Linked DNA regions of Mus musculus: all the other regions are linked to region 1. Evidence: chromatin contacts called from public Hi-C and HiChIP or PLAC-seq data. All regions are on one chromosome and are shown on one strand. Each heading gives the region's core, a stretch centred on a gene start, on an enhancer-like site or on the middle of the called end of the contact. The rest is flanking DNA. Distances are from core to core; before and after follow the strand shown. Region 1 has its middle 13 kb from the start of Gm29862. Region 2 has its middle 50 kb from the start of Gm29997. Region 3 has its middle 11 kb from the start of Gm29944. Region 4 overlaps Gm29944 (a long non-coding RNA gene).

The links. A called contact is a pair of places that touch in the nucleus more often than the background predicts. HiChIP or PLAC-seq counts read pairs in DNA pulled down with a chosen protein or histone mark.
Region 2: an H3K4me3 HiChIP or PLAC-seq map of embryonic limb bud shows a contact between it and region 1, with 5 times the contacts expected there. The contact joins two enhancer-like sites. A contact is called at or near these places in 1 of 39 promoter capture datasets (neural stem cells), 1 of 484 Hi-C or Micro-C datasets (cerebral cortex), 2 of 115 datasets of contacts at active chromatin or transcription factors (embryonic limb bud and stem cell-derived stembryo) and 3 of 9 other capture datasets (adipose tissue, embryonic stem cells and pancreatic islet).
Region 3: a contact with region 1 is called in a Hi-C map of stem cell-derived cardiac mesoderm, with 3 times the contacts expected there. The contact joins two enhancer-like sites. A contact is called at or near these places in 1 of 15 datasets of contacts at CTCF or cohesin (the NIH/3T3 cell line), 4 of 484 Hi-C or Micro-C datasets (cranial neural crest, embryonic fibroblasts, stem cell-derived cardiac mesoderm and 1 more), 9 of 115 datasets of contacts at active chromatin or transcription factors (the NIH/3T3 cell line, craniofacial prominence, embryonic forebrain and 6 more) and 1 of 9 other capture datasets (embryonic stem cells).
Region 4: a contact with region 1 is called in an H3K4me3 HiChIP or PLAC-seq map of embryonic limb bud, with 3 times the contacts expected there. The contact joins two enhancer-like sites. A contact is called at or near these places in 3 of 484 Hi-C or Micro-C datasets (embryonic fibroblasts and nephron progenitors) and 4 of 115 datasets of contacts at active chromatin or transcription factors (the NIH/3T3 cell line, craniofacial prominence, embryonic limb bud and 1 more).

The regions. Positions count from the first base shown.
Region 1 is chr10:125,784,544-125,789,823 of GRCm38.p6, reverse strand. No RefSeq gene overlaps it. Among named protein-coding and RNA genes, the nearest start is that of Gm29862, 13 kb to the right of the region's middle. Within about 2 kb of position 2,618, at least 103 of the 459 cell types and tissues checked have an H3K27ac peak or open chromatin away from gene starts, as enhancers often do. A contact at or near this core is called in embryonic fibroblasts, embryonic limb bud, stem cell-derived cardiac mesoderm and 1 more, where this site is marked.
Region 2 is chr10:126,026,933-126,032,212 of GRCm38.p6, reverse strand. No RefSeq gene overlaps it. Among named protein-coding and RNA genes, the nearest start is that of Gm29997, 50 kb to the right of the region's middle. Within about 2 kb of position 2,617, at least 12 of the 459 cell types and tissues checked have an H3K27ac peak or open chromatin away from gene starts, as enhancers often do. A contact at or near this core is called in embryonic limb bud, where this site is marked.
Region 3 is chr10:125,946,856-125,952,135 of GRCm38.p6, reverse strand. No RefSeq gene overlaps it. Among named protein-coding and RNA genes, the nearest start is that of Gm29944, 11 kb to the right of the region's middle. Within about 2 kb of position 3,090, at least 29 of the 459 cell types and tissues checked have an H3K27ac peak or open chromatin away from gene starts, as enhancers often do. A contact at or near this core is called in embryonic fibroblasts, stem cell-derived cardiac mesoderm and vascular smooth muscle cells, where this site is marked.
Region 4 is chr10:125,919,302-125,924,581 of GRCm38.p6, reverse strand. The region is part of intron 1 of Gm29944 (a long non-coding RNA gene); the gene reads left to right. Among named protein-coding and RNA genes, the nearest start is that of Gm29944, 17 kb to the left of the region's middle. Within about 2 kb of position 2,236, at least 15 of the 459 cell types and tissues checked have an H3K27ac peak or open chromatin away from gene starts, as enhancers often do. A contact at or near this core is called in embryonic limb bud, where this site is marked.

The sequences.
Region 1 (5,280 bases), core at 1,369-3,868:
TTAATCCATGAATTCATTTGGTTCTCTCTGGTATGAATCTGTTTTTCTTAGTTTCTATCAGCTTTCTTACTTTTTCCAAAACTAATTATAGCTTCTTACCCTTAGCCCTTTTCATACTTTCAAGTGACTTTCTATCCTTCCTGATACAGCAATCCCTTCAATATTCAGGTACACATCCCCCACCTGCTCGTGAGCCTCAAATGGTGGGGGCTTGATGCCACTTACCTCAGTGTGTGCCTGTAGATCTCCACCACAGCCTCTTGCATGTCAACTAGGATGCTTTGAGATAGTAAGAATATTAACCTATGTAATGTGGGCAAAGTTTTTGCAACCTACTTTTAGTAAGGGTCCAACTTCTCCTCTATCCCACCACCCAGCAGAGGTAGTGGAAGAGAAAAGTTATTAGGATATGGGGGAAGCAGAACTGTTCAGCAATAGTTCTTTGGGGGTGAGCTCCATCTTCCTTGGCAATAGTTCCATCCTCCAGCAAACACCAAATACGACTCAGCAGCTGCAGACCAGTCCTCTAGGCAAGTAGATACCACACAGGAACTGGCAGCTACATACAGTTCAGTCCTCTCAGCAGGCCGATTCCATGTACCAACCAGCACAAGGCTCACCAACTGACCTGAAGTGCAGTCTCAGAAGCGGCAAACTACTGCAAGAACCTCATGAGCAGTTCCTGAGTGAGTTTCTCTCAATGGTGGCATGACCACAAGTTGAGCTCAACAATGAATGCTATGTAAGGCGAACCAATACATGCTTGTCTTTATCAAAGACCAATGCTCAGTGCTCATCTCCCACTGTCTGTGGGGTCATATTTATACTCCTTCATCACAGGCCCTTTCACGTGTCTGCTATAGCAAAACATCCTTTCGCCTGTGTCTGCTTCAGGAAAACATTTTTTCCTGTGTCTGATCCAGGAAAACATCCTTTCGCTTGTGTGTCTCAGCAAAACATCATTTGACATAATTGACTTCCTAAAGAAACTAGAAGTTTCCACTTCAATGTATTGTTTAGTACAAAGTGAAACAAAAGAATACGAAATCATTGTATTATTGAAACTACAGATACCATCATTGTTTATAATACAAGAAAAATTAACCAAGTCCACCAAGCTTGAGTAACTTTCTAGGATAACATTATAATATTCACATTTTGGAAGCTATTATTAAGGCTTCTAATGGGTTCTGGAACTTAAAGCACACCCAGGAACTTAAAACAACACAGAGTTTAACACAGAGACAAACTAGGTAGAGCAGTTGCTACTCCATCAGAAGGTGAGTTTCGGTCTTAGAACCTATGTTGGGCAGCTCACAACTTCACAGTTGCCTGTAACTCCAGCTCTGGGGTGGAGTGGTCTAGTGCCCTCTCCTGGTCTCTGCAGGCACCTGCACACATATGTATATGTGTACTTGCTTGTGTATCCACAGACATATACCACAGTACACACACTGCCATTACCACACACACACACACACACACACACACACACACACAGTAGATTGCTTGCCCAACATGCACGCTTGATTCTAGGTTCAATCTCTAGAAACAAAACTATTTTAAAAAATGATGAAAGCATCACAATTATTTATCATCATCATCATTATTATTACTTATTTTAATAGTGGAAAGGTATGTGATGCGAACGCAGTGATCTGAAACTGGGAGTAAGAAGCCTATGACAGAGGCTTCTTTGCAGAAGTGTCTAGGTGGCAATGCTCTGTTGGGACAGAAGCTTGGAGTCTCTGGCTAAGAGGCTGAAACTGAGTGGAGAAGACAGAGGTGGGAAGGCTAAACCCTGACAAATACTGCAGCTTTCCCTGGGCATGACCCTAGTGAGGAACATGTCGTGAATACCAATTCGGAGTGCTCCATTTTGAGGTACCTGGGTCTCCCAAAGTCCTCTTGCGTAACTGAATCCTGGCAACAGTTAAGACTTATGTTTGGCGGTAAGGATTCCTCCCGGAGCGTTGAGTTTCTGATAGACTAGACTAGGCGCTGCTAATGTATGTTTAGGTGGCGTGTCTGTGAATGAAATCGAGGGAAAGTCGGCAAATGTTTCGTCTGGGAAAATTCTCCACAGCAAACCCCCAAGTGACAGTACAAACTCTTTTCAGCAAAAAATAAATAGCTGGTCTTTTCCATTTGGTTTTTACCTTTGTGTGGTGCTGGAATCCCCGAGTGTCTGGCTAATAGCGCTATTCCCTCCGATTTTTGCAGCTTCGTCATCTAATACTCAATTAACATACCGTCTGCAACGCTCAGCTAAAGGAAGTTATGTGAGAATGAGAGAATGAGGGACCATCTTCGCTGAAGAACAGTTTTTCTTGTCCAAGAAGCACTGGCAGGAGGAGACTGGGTGCGGGGGGGTGGGGAGGGCCAGATTTTATTTTACTTTACTTTGTTCCCAGTTTCTACTTAAAATTCGGAGCTCAGCAACCATTCCAGTTTCTTCTTCCTGCTCTGAGTTCCCTCAAAAGTAAAGACTTAAACAAGGTGAGAAAGAGGACTGTGGTTCTCCGAGTAAACAGGCCCTGCGGAGCGAGCCTGGACCCAGGGAGAGCCCTCCTCCCAGAAGGAAACCAGATCCCTGGGCAAAATAGGTGAAGAAAAATAGGGCAGCTGTTAAAACATTTAGTCTGTTTTTCTCTTTATCCCCCTTCTGGTCCCCTGCCTCCCAGCCCCCTCCCCCACGCGATCCTTTCCAACCCCAGGCGACTGTGCTCCGGGAACGCAGGACCCCCTCACCGGAGAGCAAATACATGAGCTAGGACAATCCCCGGCCTCTGCTTCCCCGCCGCCCCCTTCCCCGCCCCTCTGCATTCCTGGAGGATAAGCGGAAGATTGAATGGATGAATTTTTGGCAGCTATTTGCAGAGCCCGCAGCCGCAGCTTGGTTTAATTAGGGAATCAGAGCGTTGCTTTTATGTAGGTCACTTTAGGTTCTGATTCCAGATCTCCTATAGCTCTGTCCTTCCTTAAAAAAAGCCAGAAATACATGTACAATTAGAAACTAAAAACACACCAAAAATCTCTCGGTCATGTGTCTCTCTCTGTCTCTCTCTGTTAATTCCCACTAGAATAGCTTAGCTGGGACCCCTCCCTTCTCCAAAATAAGGATAGTATTGTAGCTTAACTCCACCCCACTCCTGTGGTCTGAAACATATGTGCAGAACAGAGAAAATTATTAGCAGGCATGAAGGACATTTTTTGCTTTCTCGATGTTTTTGTCCTAGAAAGACTCCTTGAGCTTTCTTCTACGGAGTCTAACAACGAAGCACCTATTGAGAACTTAATCGCCATCAGTTTGTTAATCTTTGAGATGTAACTGAAAATAAGTACCGAGGTAGGGGGAGAGATGGCAGACAGGGCATTGCAGTGTCTCTTAAAGGAACTCAGACCCCAAATTAAGTGTTTTCAGCCACAGGTGGGGCCCACAGGAACCTCGTCTGAAGGTTTCGTAATGCACAAAGAATTCTCTTTGCAAGGAGCCCAGGAGGGTGAACACACAGGGATCCTCTGTGGCCTTGGGGGTGTGGGGAAGGCCCTAGCAAGTCCTCTGTGTCTGTCAGAAGTTTGTTCAAATGACGCATGGCTTGGATTTAACGTTTTCAGGTACTTTATCTTTACTTTCACATTTGAAATTCGATCAGTCTAACGTAAATACGAAGCAGCCAGGCCTTAAAGAACAAGACAGGCTCTCTAAACACTCTGAACTCCAGAAGAAAACACGGCCATGTTTTCATAATATACTTAGATGCAGGAAATGCATACTTAATGGGCTAGGGTGACTTCATGTAATCTGCCACCCACAGATAATTAATTAAGCTACTCAGTGAGTGTCGGGCAAACAAGTTAACATCGCAGGCTCTCAGGAGTGTGAAGTAGTGTCCTGTTTACATTTCCTGGATGGTTCAGTGAAGAGCTGTGGGAACCACCAAAGGGAGGAGGCTATTTCAAGTTGTGGCCCTCTCAAAATGCTAAGAGCGGCTATTAGCCCTCAAAGGCTGCAGGTCTAATCAGCTTCAAATAGTGAGAAACAGCTGGCCAGGAGGCCGGTCTGTCAGTGTATGAGGTGTCTGTCTGGGAGGTGGCTTGGAGGAGAGCTCACAGACTCCGGCTCATTATCTCCAGAATGAAAATGGAACCACAGCTGTCTCTTCTGATAGATTTGATTAAACTGCTAAGCTGGGGGTGGAGGGGTGTCAGAGAGGGCGAGAGGAACGTCAGCAGAGGCTCGGAGCCAACAGCGTGTGCACGTATATTTCCAAACTCCTCCGGGCAGGAGGTATCTCAGTAATGGGACTTGCCATGAGATCTCTGGCAGGCTCGGTGTTGGAACCACATCACTGAAACTGCTTGTCTTGGGATATTTTATTTTTGTTCGTCTTGTCTGCAACTCTCCCCGCTGTGAATACTATCCAAGAGGAGTAAAAATGAATTCATCATGGTTGTAAACTTCCCAAAGCAGAGGTTTTGCTTTTGCATTTCAGAAGACAACTTCCCAGGGGAGATGCCCATGGAAAAAATGAAGTTTACCTACCACCAAATCAAATTTAAGGTGTCAAAAGTCTGGCTGCCATCTTAAAGCCGTTGAGAAAAGCTGCACACAATAGCTTTGGAGTCGACCTGCCTTTTTACTAGAGCTATTCTGCTGCATAAAGAGTTTTGTATTTTTGTTATAGCCTGAGTTAAACACAGACCCCTTTCCCATTAGCATTGATGGTGACCTAGTACATGAATTCCACAGAGCAACAATGCCCCCTCCTGTCAGCTGTGCTAGGGTGTAGCACCCTTACTGGGGTTAGTGATATAGAAACTCACACTTGCCCCCTCCCCCACCTCCTGGTCATTGGTCCTCTGTAAACATCACAAATGCCCACAGAGATAATAAACCTGAAAATGTATCTTTCTTTAGTCTGTTAAAAAAAAAATAAAATTTAGTTCTTAAGGTCATTGCCATTCTTCTTAAATTTCACAGATAGGTTCAGTTATCTCTGTGGCTGTGGAGATGGTAAGTAAGCATCCTCTATATGGGCTACGTGAGTTGTCTAATGCATTCTATACTTAAATAGCAACGTACTTTGTTCAAACACTAGAGCCTTGATAGAGATGGTCACATGTAGTAGAAAGATCATACAATTGTTTATGAACAAATACGGTAGATCATGTCTTCATGCTTTAGTAACTTCTCAAGAAGGAATGGAGAAGACCCTTAGCTGGGACCAATAAAAGCACCAAGCATCTGGGATGTGGTGGTCAGTATTCCCCTTTTTT
Region 2 (5,280 bases), core at 1,368-3,867, 240 kb before region 1:
AACTGAATTCTCATGAGGAAAGGTCTTCAGGTTCCTTGGACTCTGAGATGTAACACACCTAGGTACTCAGGAAATACCCAGACACAGGTGATTGAAAGCAAGCTGGCTACTCAATCTAGCCTAATTGGCAAGCGTTTGGTTCAAGTGACCCTGGGTTCAGTATGTAAGGTAGTGTAGAATTGGAAGGATGGAGCCAAGAAATGCAAATGACCAACGTCTCGTGCAACAGCCAACTTTATTCAGAGCATCAGACAATTCATGCTCTGAAGGTTAAGAAAGGTCACATGAGTAAAGTTCCCATGAGTTCAAGCTGTTCCCAATCACAAGGACAAGCTGTATGTGGTAAAGCCATGTTTTTCTATAGAGGCATCTAAACAAAGAACAATAGCCAATTATGATGAATAATCTGAAGTGAATTCACTCCTATCCTCTACACTTCCAAGAACAATCCTGAAAACAACTGATGTCACAAGACTCACCTGGTCTTGGAGTATTCCCACAAGCACTCAGGATTCTCCTCACACGACCCCATTCTTGGACCATGCTCCAAAAGTGAATGATTGACAAAGATATTCAATATTAGCCTTGGACCACCATGAGTAAACACACACACACACACACACACATACATACACACCTATACACATGCGCCCCAAAATACACATACACACATGCATGCATATTATGTATACATACACAGAACAAACAAACAAACAAAAAAACCAAAGCAAAACAAAAACCCATAAGTCCATTAGGTTTCAAGTTAACTCAGTAAATGTTAAAACCCAGGATTGGCTGGAGATGACACTTCACTCTCTGCTCCTCCAGAAATCTGGAGTTCCATTCCCAGCACCTATGTGGTGGATCACAATCATCTGTAACTCAAATCTCAGGGGATCCAATACCCTCTTCTGGTCTCCAAGGGCACCAGGCACACGCATGGTACACATACAAACATGCAGGTAAAGCGTCTATACACACAACAAACAAAAAAACAAACAACAACAACAATAAAACCTTAGAAAACAGGCTCAACTACAAGCTAATTCTTAACATAGAATACGTTTTCCGTTTGACAGTTTAGATCATGAGAAAGTATTTAGATTGTGTTTCCATGTTCCCTTGCCTGTGTTATAAAGACGCGGATAGGATTGCCTCACTGTATCTCCTTCATAGGGTTATTATGTAGATCAAATGATGTAATTCCCTTTCAGGGTACTAAAAACTCTTTGGCATAGGCACTAAAGGATCTTAGCTAAATTAAAATAACAGCAAATTTTTCTTTTTTTTTTCCTTTTCCATTTTTTTATTAGGTATTTAGCTCATTTACATTTCCAATGCTATACCAAAAGTCCCCCATACCCACCCACTCCCCCTTTTTGGCCCTGGCGTTCCCCTGTACTGGGGCATATAAAGTTTGCATGTCCAATGGGCCTCTCTTTCCAATGATGGCCGACTAGGCCATCTTTTGATACATATGCAGCTAGAGTCAAGAGCTCCGGGGTACTGATTAGTTCATAATGTTGTTCCACCTATAGGGGTGCAGATCCCTTTAGCTCCTTGGGTACTTTCTCTAGCTCCTCCATTTGGAGCCCTGTGATCCATCCATTAGCTGACTGTGAGCATCCACTTCTGTGTTTGCTAGGCCCCGGCATAGTCTCACAAGAGACAGCTACATCTGGGTCCTTTCGATAAAATCTTGCTAGTGTATGCAATGGTGTCAGCGTTTGGATACTGATTATTGGGTGGATCCCTGGATATGGCAGTCTCTACATGGTCCATCCTTTCATCTCAGCTCCAAACTTTGTCTCTGTAGAAATTTTTTCATAGTTCAAGTTATCAAAATATATAGACAATACTTCAAATAAAACTTGAGAAATTGAAATGTCACATACATATAAGCAGCTCAAATTCAACTTAGTGGGGTCCTTTTATTTTTTTTAAGGGGATTGCTCAGATGTTCAGGGCACTTGTTGCTCTTGCAGAGGACCCAGACTCTATTCCCAGTAGTTACAGAAAGGCTCACAATAATTCCAATTCCGGGGCATCCAAAGACCCCTTGTGACCTGCATCAGTTCCAGGCACGCATATAACTCTGCTGAAAGGTTTTTATCCTTCCCATAAATAATCAATATGCTCTTGGACATACTGACATACAAAACTATAGAGAATTAAATTAGATGAATTAAATTAGATGAAGTAATGGTACTTTATTTTAAAAGGTCACATGGGACATATTAAGATTTTGAATTTTTCTCTAAGCATAGCTGCACTGCTGTTCTTGGCTGTAGGTCCTCCGTGCATCTGTGAGAATGCCTCTTAAATCTTACATATTCCTCAGCATAGCATTAGAATGCCTGCTGCAGTCTCGGTTGTGCTGGAAGCTAGGGAGAATACGGAAAGTGTTATAATACTCACTTGTAGAGAGAATAAGAAAATATATGAAAGCTACAACTTGCCCTCCTCTCTCCACACACAAAAGGTAACTGGTAGGTTCCATTAGCTTTCTCTAAACAGAAGTGGGTCTAGGAGAACAACTCTGTTCCTGAGCACTTCTGCCCTCAGCCGTTAATTGTGGAAAATATAAGTCACAAGTGCATGGCTTGCTGCTGCAGTCTACACCAGGAGTGGGGGAGGGGGGCTTCGTCTCTTTAAATTACTCCCAAGGAACTGAGCGCATGTCTAGCCACCGTCTTTTCTTTTACAATTTTCCAAATAATGAGTCCTCTAATTGCTTCTGCTGGAACCCCTTGGCCACCAGTATTTTCCCTCCTTCCCTCCATTCTGCCCACATGTTCACAGATCTGAGCATACTCCATCAATTTTTTTTTTTTTTTTTGGTCTATATTTGATGAAGGTCTGGTTTTTACCCTTCAAGGTCTAATTGGTGAATTGAATCACACAACTTGCTTTGGTCAATCATCCAAGGAGTGCCTTAGGAGCTGGAGGAACATTGTATTTGCAACTTAGCTATCCACCTGTGCTGACAGGGCGTGGAATTTACTGCTGCTCTGAAAGCCTTACAACCGGCACCTCAGAAATTCCACCTTCTCCTGAGCCGCATTATCACAGAGCATTTGTCAGGCAGCCAATTATGTCAGCCCCTAATTGATTTACATTAGCATCTGTAGAACAAAGTGGGGGCGGGGCGGGGAGCCCAGGGTCCAGGTCTAACTTCCTGAGTCTCTGGGAAACACTGCAGGATTGCATAGACATTGGGGTCCTCTTTCTTTCTTTTCTCTTTCTCTCTCTCTCCTTTCCTCTCTCTCTCCTTCCCCCCTCTCTCTCTCTCTCTCTCTCTTGTTTTATTTTTATGTGACATGTTTAAGATCCTATTCATGCTACAAAGCCCCCATGGCATTCTATGATTTTCCTAAACGTGAGCTCATCCCCTCTGTGTCATTATTGCTAAACTCTAAAGAACACCTGGCCCTAAAAGACGGCCTTCATTTTCCCTGGGGTGGGAGCACTGTTTAATGAAACCAAAGAAACCCCTTTGACATTTCTCTTCTACAGTTTTTATTTGAAAGAAAAAAAAAAGGGGTCGTTGGCTTTAATAGCTTGTTTTTATATATGCAGACCCAACTTCTGCTGGATTAGAAGTATAAATCTATATTACTTATTCAGGAACACCTGGTCTGAGGTGAGCTCCAAGTTGAGGGAACTAGGGAATTCAGCCAGAAGGAAGAACACAAGAGCTTCATTCACCACCCTTTGGAGCTCTGGCACAGTTTTATGTATGTAAGAGTTCCCAAGCTAGCAGTGTAGCATCCAGAAGGTGTTGGCATCTCAGGTTGTGGGGCTGGCCTCTGTTGACACATACAAGTGTAATAATTTCTACCCAACCATCATGTGCTGGGCCCCTGGGATGGTCAACCTTTCTGGAGCTAGAGTGGGTATTAGAAAACTGAAGGATGAAAGAAAATACCAGGGTTTACCCTAAACCTCTGCCTGGAAGACAGCCCCCACCAGGAGCGACTACATGCATGCGGTTGGCCACAGAGCATCCCTTATGCTTCAGTTGCTTGTTACTATGTATCTGGCTACTATGAGTCTCTGTGTACTGGTATCATCAGTCCTATGGACTTGGCTACAATGCAACTTCTGTTTGAAAAAAAGAGCAGTAATTGGAAACAATCTTTTGGAGTTTGGGAATTCTCATGGAAGTCAGAGATAGGGATCCAGAAGTGAACTAAGAGAGAGGTATGGGCACTTACCTTTAAAATTACATTAATGTGCACCTGCTAGATATTAGTTTTGTTTGGTTGGTTTTGGTTTTTTGAGACAGGGTTTCTCTGTATAGCCCTAGCTGTCCTGGAATTCACTTTGTAGACCAGGATGGCCTTGAACTCAGAAATCTGCCTGCCTCTGCCTCCCAAGTGCTGGGACTAAAGGCGTGCGCCACCACTGCTCAGCTAGATATTAGATTTTAACTGTCCCTTAAGGAACCATGTGTTAAGGGCTTAGTTTTCAGGGTTTGGTACAACCATAAGATAGTGGCTCTTAAAGCAGCAGAGCTTAATGGGTAAAAGATACAGCACTGGGGTACGCCCTCAGCTTTCCCTTTTTGTTCCTAACCATCTGAGGGGAATAGCATTCATCCACAAGGTACTGAACACTCTGAGGTACTACCAAGCCCTCAAACACAGACAAGATAGATAACTTGGTGATCGTTTTTAACTTGCTTCCCTCTTGTTAATCTGAGCTGTAATTTTTTTTTCAGGTATTTTATCATGGCAATAGGACTCTAACACCGCTCTCTTAGTTAGGTTTCCATTCCTGAGACGAAACACCATGAGCGGAAAACAAGTTGAGGAGGAAAGGATTCCCTATGTTTATACTTCCACATTGTTGATTATCACCAATAAGAGTCAGGACAGGAACTCGAACAGGGCAGGAATCTAGAGGCAAGAGCTGAAGCAGAAGCCATGGAAGGGTGCTGCTTACTGACTTACTCCCCATGGCTTGCTCAGTCTGCTTTCTTATAGAACCAGGGAGAACTAGCCCAGGGATGGTATCACTCACAATGGGCTGGGCCCTCCCCTATTGATCACTAATTAAGAAAATGCCTTACAGCTGGATCTCATGGAGGCATTTTCTCAACTGAGGCTCCTTCCTCTCTGATGACCCTAGCTTGTTGACACAAAACTAGCCAATACAACTGATGCCTTGTCAACTTGACACACAAGCACACCACTATTAAGGCCCAACCCTTCCTTTCTTATTCATCCCCAAGATTTCTCATTAAAAACATAGATAACTTTAGAAGTTCCACAGTCT
Region 3 (5,280 bases), core at 1,841-4,340, 160 kb before region 1:
AGTTTCATTCAATAGGAAAACCTAACACTGTCTCTCCATCTTCTTCTGAGTAGAATGGAATAATTGTCAAGTAAAGCTATAAGATTAAAAGAGTGGGTTAGGGATTTAGAACGTTCCATTCTGGCCAACTTGAGTTGAAATGACCTCTGTAAAATTCATACATTGTTTCAATGTATGTTTCCATTTTGAGGTGTTATGTAGACAGGACCTGCCCACAGTGTCAAGGGACCACGATGCCCTCTGATTGGAGGCACGAGCTTTGGGGCACAGTTCTCCCTGCTGTAATCTCTGTTTACTCACACTGTTTACTTTCTCTCAGTAATGAAAGATAGAGACATACGACAGGCAGGAAACCTGCTAGTAAGTAAAGGACAAAGCAGGGGCAGGGCCCTAGCTTATAAACTTCATGACAGTGGGAGTGTTTAATAGAGGCTGAATCTGACTTAAGCGCTCACAATGGCCAACACTTTACCAATGCTTTCCAGTCACCAGGTGCTTGGCTGAGAACCTTATGCAGCCTATACCAGTCTTTACCTCTCCTGATAACACTGAAAAGTGACTATATTCTTATCAATATTTACAAGTGAGGAAACTGAGCCTTAGTTAAAGAAATTGGCCCAAAGTCACAAGCTAGGTAAATAAGGTGGGGGAGGGGCATGTTTATAACTTTTTTTTTTGAGACAGTTCTCATGCATCTAAGACTGGTTTAAGATTTCTTTTTCTTTTTTAAAGATTTATTTATTTATTTTATGTATGTGAGTACACTGTCAGTGTCTTCAGACACACCAGAAGAGGGCACTGGATCCCATTGCAGACAGTTGTAAGCCACCATGTGGTTGCTGGGAATTGAACTCAGGAACTTTGGAAGAGCAGTCAGGGCTCTTAACCACTGCGCCATCTCTCCAGCCCCTGGGTTAAGATTTCTATGTTGCTGCGGATGACCTTAAACACATGATTCTCCTTCCACTTCCTAAGTGGTGGGATTACCAAAGCATTTTGTTTACAGAGTTTTGGAGATGAAACCCAGAGCGCAGTGCATGCGAGGCAAACACTTTACCACATCCCCAGCCTTAAGGTTTGAAGGGTTAAGCCTCTCTAGTGTGCTTCTGTGGCAAAGGAAGACTTTAAATGAGTCTAGGTGGAGAAGATGCTATTGAGAGATGGGATACAGTATTCTTGTGTGTACAGATGCTGATATTATTGGTCAGGCTGAGTGATAGGGAACCTGCTTGTGCCCAAGTGGCCAATGGCACTATGAAAACCTGACAGGAAGTGTTGCTCATTACTGTTTAGGAAGGCTGATGGCAAAGTTGTTTAACATTTCAGTTGCAAGCCTCCTGATAGTTCTTACATTCCCTGTTGCCTGGAGGTTCAGCAAGGACTCAGGTCAAAGCTGTCCTCAAATAATTCATTTTAGGGAATCTGTGTTAATCACTGGTGCCATGAGGTAGTGATATAACGTCTATGTAGTATCATAGAGAAAAGGGACAGAAATATTAGTCAGTATATACAGAGTATGGCATCTTTCTGCTTTTGATATGATAAGGGCATTTTGAAATGACTTAAGGGAAATATGGCAAACTCCTAATAAATGGTCGTGTAACATTGGATCACATTTTCCCTTCTTTACAGCGCAATTTAAATATAGTTGTCACATGAGAAAAATAATGAAGTGATAGAAAAGCAAACTGGAAAAGCTCAATGCTCTCAGTGTATGGAGAGGAGTGTCTGTCTCGGCTAGCAGCTGCTAATCAACACAGAGGAGCTCAAGATGATGCAGTCTTTCCAGAGTCAAGTGAGTTTGCCATGATAAGCAGATACGGAGAAAAGACAACTGAGTCCTAGCTAGACACTGGAGAGAGTCGCAATGAACTCAAGTACCCAATGCAGGAACGGGCCAGGGAGAGATGGGAAAACAGGGGGGAGAATTTTTGTAGAAATCCTGTTGTGCTTTTACATTGGGTTGGCTACATGCTTAGCGCCCATCAGGTAATTTGATGTGGATGGTTGGAGCAGGAGTTAGAGGTCACGATCATCCGTAGAGGAAACGGTGTCAGTATCTGAGGACACAGTGGCGCCGCTATGAGGATGTGAAGTCTTTGAGGAAAAGATTCTAGAGAGAGCTCAGAGCCAGGGTATGAACCATGGACACTCAGATGGGCGGTCTGAACTACGGCTAGCCAGAGCGCACTGCTTCTGTGAGTCAAGGGTATACAAAAGTGAAGCCAAAGTAAAACGCAATTTGTTCAGGATAAAGGGGTGGGGGTGGGGGGAAAGACACAAGGTTGAGTTTCAGGTGACCTTCGTGTGGTGACCGTAGTGAATTCATGAAATCTGTTCATACAGAGCACAAGCATACCAAGAAATCCGTGGGTCTAGACTTTCCGTGTCAAGTTCCGGTGCTCAACTGGAGAGAAATAGCCAGGTGATTCCGTGTCAAGTCCCTGTGTCTCAACTGGAGAGAAATAGCCAGGTGGACGGTGGCTGTGAGAACTCATGTGAATAAGGTTGGGTGGTGGAAACCATGACAGGGTGGTGGGGCAGGGCGTGATAGCTCAGAAAGAGTAGGTCAAACCGCATATACACCAAACTGAGTGACAAGGACTAAGAGGTGGCCATTGCTCGGGCTGTGGGGTGAGTCCTCGGAAGAGAGATAGGATCTAAAGTGGAATAGCATGAACGAGATAGAAGAAACTGGAAAGCAGCTTCTACCCACCAGGTTCATGCTTTGTCTTTATGACGTGGAAAAGGAATCAGGAAAGAAAGATGGTTAAAACCTCACACTGGCACTAACTGGTTAAAGCAGGTCCAAAGGATTGGAGTTGGTGGGGGGTTGGGAGGGGAGGGAGGTGTGGGCACCCCTGCTGTGCGGAGGAGACCTCACAGAAAGGCTTTGCAAACACCTCCTAATGCAATCGCCCTCTCCCCTCCCTCCTCTACAAACTGAAACCTGTGTTTTAACTACTCTGGCTGGCATCGGTTCACAAAAATAATTAACATTCCTCAAATTAATAAGTTCTTACTCCTTTCGCTTTTGAGCTGGCTGCGGGAGTTGCGGCCTTTGCTGATCGATGCTCCCTCAGTGTTGGCTTGCCTGCCCTTTCGGCTTTGAAATCCCAGTCTACTTTTTCTCTATCCTCTGGCAGTGCAGAGCACTGGATGCTTGCCATGAAGGCCCCAGAGTGAAATTCCATGGGGCTTAGACTTTAAAATCAGATCGTCTGAGATATCCTCCGAATTTGGCAACAAAACCCATTTAAGGTGTATTTTCTTTCCTTTCGATGGATAACGCGGGCCAGGACCCAGCTGTTTTATGTCATCGTAAGGCAACAATGGAGAGAAAAGTTAATTTTTTTCACTGATATATTTTAAATTATTTTGTATAAATCCCTCTGTAATTTTATTTTTAAAATGCAGTTTATTTTAAAACAAGAGCCAGGGGGTTGAAGCAACATTCGCAGGATCGTGGGGTCCATCAATAACAAAGTGGAGTGAGAACGGATGGGCTCCCTGGTAGATCCAGAGTTACATGGCCAGCAGCTGCTGAGATACTGCAAACAAACGCATCATTTCTTTCCTTCACTCCGTTTTCTTTAAAAAAAAATAACTGCACTCTTTGTCATCCAACCTCAAGCAGTGGGTCTCGATGCTTCTGAACGATAGAATCTAGTCTGTCTGCAAGTCTTGCTATCTGCTTCTGTGAAGGGAGCTGGCTGCCCAGTGAATGAAATCCAGTTTTTGCTTGCCTCAACTGCCATCCTCTAAACCAGCTGTAATCGGTTCATTTTGTAATTATCCCCTCTGTCAAGAGAATTAGTTTGAAGGGCTTCTTCAGTCTCTACATTGCGTGGTCAAAAAAAAAAAAAAAAAAAAAAGAAAGAAAGAAAGAAAAGAAAAGAAAAAAAGAAAAAGAAAGAAAGAAACCATGTCCCAAGCAAGGCGCAAAGCAATGAAGATATCCAACAAACCTATTTCAGAACTGGTACGTTATTTGTCCCAGAAGTTGGTTAGTTTTAGTTTTATAAATTTAAATATAAAACACATGAAAGACTCTTTTGAATGTGGGCCTCTAAGCTTCCCTTAGAAGAGGAGGGTCTGCCTCTGTCAACTGAATTAAACATGACATGGGATTCCCAGGGCAGAAATTTGAGCTTTTCAGAGAGCACGTTAGGTGGTTGGACTGAGGGGACAAATAAATCAGAGATTTGGAAAGCTTATAGTTCTTATCAGGTCTTATTTATACTCTTGGGGGTGGCAGCTTGTAAAACAAATTAAGACGCCCCATGCTGTTCTCTGACTCCCATGATACTTTGCCAGCCTTGTCTGTGGTGATAACCCTACAGGGTTAAGTTCTGTTTCAGAATGGGGAGTCCTTTTCAATACCTCGGAGCCTTTTCTTTCTCATGAGTGATATTTTTAACGCAAGAGTACAACTGAACAAAACAGCTTGTACCCACTTCTGGCGGTGTTAGGGTATGGGTATGCCTTCAAAGACTAGATGTAAATAAAGTGTGTCAGTTAGGAACGGATCAATCGGACACTTATGTGATCAGGAGAAGGCTTAAATGATAGCTTAGTAGCTTGGAGGATCCGTCTCAACCCAAGAAGCTGAAGTCACGCCTTAGAAGTCACACACATATGCTAGAAGTTTGGCCGGTCGCATACGCTCTTCATTTGCCGTGGATGGCATTCTTGAGTATAAGCTTTGGATTCCAAGGTTTGGAAGTTGTCACCGTGAGACATACTTTGTGTCTTCAATGGGTGTGTCTATTTTCACAGAATTGAAAGTATTGCCCATACTTGTCCAAAGTTGATAAAAGACAAGGAAAAGTATGACTAGAAACCAACATTCTCATATTACGCCCTCTCTGCACAAGCAACCCTGTGAATACCTGGGACTTCTGTATTTTAAAAACATCAGTACAGGAGCTGGATAAATGATTCACGAGCACTGGCTGCTCTTTCAGAGGACCTGAGTCCAATTCCCAGCACCTACATTGCAGCTTACAACTGGTTGTGACTCCAGTTCTATGGAATCTGGTATCCTCTTCTGACCTCCACTGGCACTAGACAGGTAAGAGGTGCTCAGGCATACATGCAGGCAAAACATTTGAAATGCAAAAACAAATCATAAAATAATTAAAACAAGTGTTAACAGAAATCAGTCATATTTTTAAAACGTCAGAACTGTCAGGGCAGCACGAAATGAAAACACGGCAGCATAGTAAAACAATAGTGAAGTAATTTTGAAAGCAGTCAGCATCCACCATGAAAAAATAA
Region 4 (5,280 bases), core at 987-3,486, 140 kb before region 1:
AACTGCCTTCCTAATTCACAGTTCCAAAGTCCACATACCACCAAAAACAAACAAAAAGCAAAACCTCCCCTCCCCCCAAACATAGTCAGGCCTGTCAATGAAATACCCCACTCCTGGTACCAACTTCTGTCTTATTTGGGTTTTATATTGCTATGAAGAGACTTTATGACCCCTGCAACTCTTGTAAACAAAACTATTTAATTGGGGCTGGCTTACAGTCTCAAAAGTTTAGTCCATTATTGTCATGGCATGCAGACAGACATGATGCTGGAGAAATGCCTGAGAGTTCTACATCATGATCCACAGGGAGTAGGACTAGAGAGACAATGGTCCTACCTCGAGCTTTTGAAAACCCATTCCTAGTGACACAGTCTCTCTAACAAGCTGACACCTACTCCAACAAGACCCTAACCTCCCCCAAGTAATGCCACTCCCTAATAACTAAACATTTAAATAAATGAACCTATGGGGGCCATTCTTTAAACCAGCACTGGTCTCATCATTAAAACAAAACCCAATGTCCAAAAACTCTCTTGCTTTTCTGTATAGCTTTTCTTTGATGTCTAGAATCACAAAGAATTACTCTGATCAAGCATGCTCAACTTTTGACAATGTGATGCACTGTTGTCTGCTACTACATTCACACTTAAGAAATGTTCAGTAATGTTAGAAAGGAAATCTTACCCTCCCCCTAGAATATCAGTTAATGATGTCTCATTGGGCCATATTCTTAACTTTCCTGGAGTACACGCAGCAGCAATGTCTAAGCAATCATGGAAACACTGTGGAAGAATGAATTCTCATATATGCTAATGTCTTCAATATGGTTTTAATTTTTTCTTTTTTGTACAGTATTATAATAATGCAATTAAATTCTACATTCTACATTTTTTCTTGCTGTGTTTCTGTATTTATTTTATTGATGATTGATGTATAATTTCCAAGCATGTACTTTTCTCTACACATATTATCTGTTCAAAGTTTTCTATGTGTGGTTTCCCTTTAAAAGTAGCATTTTTATTTTTAACTAAATTATGTTTTGTATATTCAGGGCAAAGATGATCTCCTTTGATAGTCGCTTACAATTAATGATCTATGTTCTAAAGTTCTTAATGGATTAACATTTGAAATTAAATGAGTTTTGAAAACTGTTTATAAAATATTTTGATGAGAGTTTTTTAATATGATGGAGGCTGAACTTTTTAATTAAAAGCAAACTCTAAATTTTAAACTCATTTTTAATTTTTCGTATATTCATTTTCTTATTATTTTGTGGAAAGCTACCAAGTTCTCTGGAAAGCTTATTGAAATTATTAGTCTTCAGTAGCTATGATTTTTATGATAAAGATGTGGGATTTTGGCATAACTCCCTCTTGGTTTTTCTGAATTGCACAATGAATGACAGGAAACATAAGAGAAGATAACATAGACTATTTGTATAGCTTGTTTGGTTTTTGTTTTTGGTTTTTGTCTTTTTGAGACAGGGTCTCTCTGTGTAGCCGTGGTTATCCTAGAACTTACTATAATGACCAGGCTGGCCTTAAAATCAGAGATCTACATGCCTCCACCTCTCAAGTGCTATGATTAAAGGGATGTGACACTACCACCCTGATAGATTATTTATAAATATACTACAAACACATTTAGAGCCATACTGCCTCAATATCTTTCTCAAGGTCTTGTACATCTGTGCCATAAATCCTAGCCATATGTAATATCTTTCTGAACCTTAGTACTTTAGCATTTTAAGGCAGAGTTATTTTCCTCTGATCAAAGATTGGAGACAGAATGTCTCCTGGTCTAACTTCGTTGGAGTGTTATTCTTCAGTGGTGTCTTTTCCCACTTTGACATCTGGTAACGGGGACCATAGACAAGAATCATCTCCAGCAGGGAAGCCCATATTTTGTTCTCCATCATAAAGAGGACTTCAAATGAGTCCAGACCTAGCCATAAGCTTCCCGTCTATTTTAATATGGCACATGCTGAATTCACTTGGGGTCATCTCTGCATTCATCGGCCTAGAAGCCGTGATCTTGGTCCGTGGTTTCCAAGAGTAGATTTCTGCCCTCTCCAACCCTCCTCCAATATTATTTTCTTTGAGCTAGCCTGTCCAGCCCAGATCTTGAGTATAAATAGCTGCTAGTTTGCATTTCTTGAGTACTGGTGCCCTGCTATTGCTAGGTTATGTGAAACCCTTTCTTGTGTTGAACACAAGACGCCCCTGATTATTGGTACCACAGATTCTCACATTCTTAATCAGTTCCACCTGGCCAATAAACAGTCAAGCCAGGGCAGCTTCTCTTCTTCGTGGGTTTTCTACTTTATGGGTAGTAAAGCTGTCTTTGGTGTGATTTAGGAATCCCTTTGATGCCTGCTAGTTTACTGTATTGATATTTCAGGAGTGTTGGCAGTTGCAGCCAAGACTTCACTAGGGTCCCCGTGAACTGTAGCAGTGTGATAGTCTGAGTAAGTCGTAGGGGACACAGCTGGGAACATTTCTTCTTTTACCTAACCCGACAGGGAGACAATTAGAAGTGTTCTTGTTTCAACATGCTAGGTCAGAGGTGGCTAGGTCCTTTTCAAACCTAGAGGAAGGAACAAAAGAGATATGGAAGATGATAGAGAAAAAGGAGAGGAAAGATGAAGGATGCTTTTGAATGCTGTGAAAATTGTGAATTGTGTTTTTGAGATGGTCCTGCATTCAAAGCCACTGCTGTAAATCAATCTGCTGGTCTGCAAGTTGAAAAGGAGCAAGAGGAGGGGGAGGAGGGAGAGGAGAGGAGTGGGGAGGAGGGAGGAGGGGAAAGCTGTGCCTCCTGTAATTTCAAGGAAAGAGACACATTGAGACCATTCTGTCTTCCCTTTTCAATCTCCAGGCTTGAGGTCTTTTTATTTTCACTGTCTGGTTTGGGCCACATGTCGCTGCTTCTTGGGGGACGTGGTTTTTATTTTTATTAGTCTTTTATTTTATTTTATTTTCTAACCAATATGTGAAGGGCTTTTGAAGTGGAAAGGATTAGATAGTGTGAGAGGTTAGTTCACCCATACGACGCATACATAAAGTGAGAACATTTTAAGGATTTGCAAAACTTTGCATGGCACGTTTATTTTAAGCAATGCATTTAGATCATCTTTACCAAATAATTGTTACAGTCCGAACTGGGTTGAACCAGTTCTATAGCACAGAGCCTTTCTTTGTGTTTTCGGTAGATATCAATCTGTAATTAATTATTTGGGTCACTTCTTGAAAAGAATGAGTGTCCTCAGCCTTATCATTACATTTATTATTACGTCATTCTCATGTGTTAATCACAGGGAGTATTAATTATCCGTATTTATAGAGCTGAGGGGTGTTCTGTAGTAGCTGAGAGAATGCTCCTGCTCCAAGGTTAGTCATTCAGCAAACACACGGGCATTGTCATGTCTTAGAGATTTAAATTTTCTTAGTACCTTTCCTCAAGTACATTAAATATCTTAATGAATTTTTAAAATACTTGTATAATTAAAATATTACTCAGGTTAGATTTATTAATTCATCTTGCAGATAGCGAGAAAACTATTAGAGATAGACCACATAGTGTGTTACGAATGGGCACAATGTATATGTGTCTGTATGCATGTGTGTGTGGTGTGTATTTATGTATGTGTGTGTGGTGTGTGTAGTGTGTGTAGTTTGTGTGTATGTATGTGTGTGTATATATGTGTGTGTATGAATGTGTGTGTGCTCTGTGTATATATATATGTGTGTGTGTGTGTGTGTGAATGTGGTGTGTGTATTTATGTATGTGTATATGTATGTGTGTGGTGTGTATGCATATGTATGTGTGTATGTGTATGTATGTGTGTGTATGTGTGTGTGCATGTTTGTGTATGTAGTGTGTACATATGTGTGTATTTGTGTGTGGCCTGAGTGTGTATGTGTGTGTGGTGTGTGTGTGTATGTATGTATGTATGTATGTATGTATGTATGTATGTGTGTGTTTATGTGTGTGTGTCATATGATTCATTCAACATCTACCTAGAAACTACTATAATAATTACATCTGGCACCACGAAAGTAATCATTCACATGGATTTCATTCCCTTAGTCACTGTATGGTATTAAAAAGTGATAGATTTTCAAACAAATAGTCACAGAAAAGAGTGATCCTGGTGCAGCTGAGACAGACAGGCGCCCTAGTGATCCTGGGGCAACCGAGACAGACAGGTGTCCTAGTGATCCTGGGGCAGTTGAGACAGAGCATCCTAGTGATTCTGGGGCAGTTGAGACAGGCTCCCTAGTGATCCTGGGGCAGCTGAGACAGGTGCCCTAGTGATCCTGGGGCAGCTGAGACAGGCGCCCTACTGATCCTGGGACAGCTGAGACAGACAGGCATCCTAGTGATCCTGGGGCAGTTGAGCCAGGCTCCCTAGTGATCCTGGGGCAGCTGAGACAGGTGCCCTAGTGATCCTGGGGTAGCTGAGACAGGCGCCCTAGTGATCCTAGGGCAGCTGAGACAGGTGCCCTAGTGATCCTGGGGCAGTTGAGACAGGCTCCCTAGTGATCCTGGGGCAGCTGGGACAGGCTCCCTAGTGATCCTGGGGCAGTTGAGACAGGCTCCCTAGTGATCCTGGGGCAGTTGAGACAGGCACCCTAGTGATCCTGGGGCAGTTGAGACAGGTGCCCTAGTGATCCTGGGGCAGCTGAGACAGGCTCCCTAGTGATCCTGGGGCAGTTGAGACAGACAGGCATCCTAGTGATCCTGGGGTAGTTGAGACAGGCACCCTAGTGATCCTGGGGCAGTTGAGACAGGTGCCCTAGTGATCCTGGGGCAGCTGAGACAGGCTCCCTAGTGATCCTGGGGCAGTTGAGACAGACAGGCATCCTAGTGATCCTGGGGCAGTTGAGACAGGCTCCCTAGTGATCCTGGGGCAGCTGGGACAGGCTCCCTAGTGATCCTGGGGCAGTTGAGACAGGCTCCCTAGTGATCCTGGGGCAGTTGAGACAGGCACCCTAGTGATCCTGGGGCAGTTGAGACAGGTGCCCTAGTGATCCTGGGGCAGCTGAGACAGGCTCCCTAGTGATCCTGGGGCAGTTGAGACAGACAGGCATCCTAGTGATCCTGGGGCAGCTGAGACAGACTCCCTAGTGATCCTGGGGCAGCTGAGACAGGCTCCCTAGTGATCCCGGGGCAGCTGGGACAGACAGGCATCCTAGTGATCCTGGGGTAGTTGAGACAGGCTCCCTAGTGATCCTGGGGCAGCTGAGACAGACTCCCTAGTGATCCTGGGGCAACCGA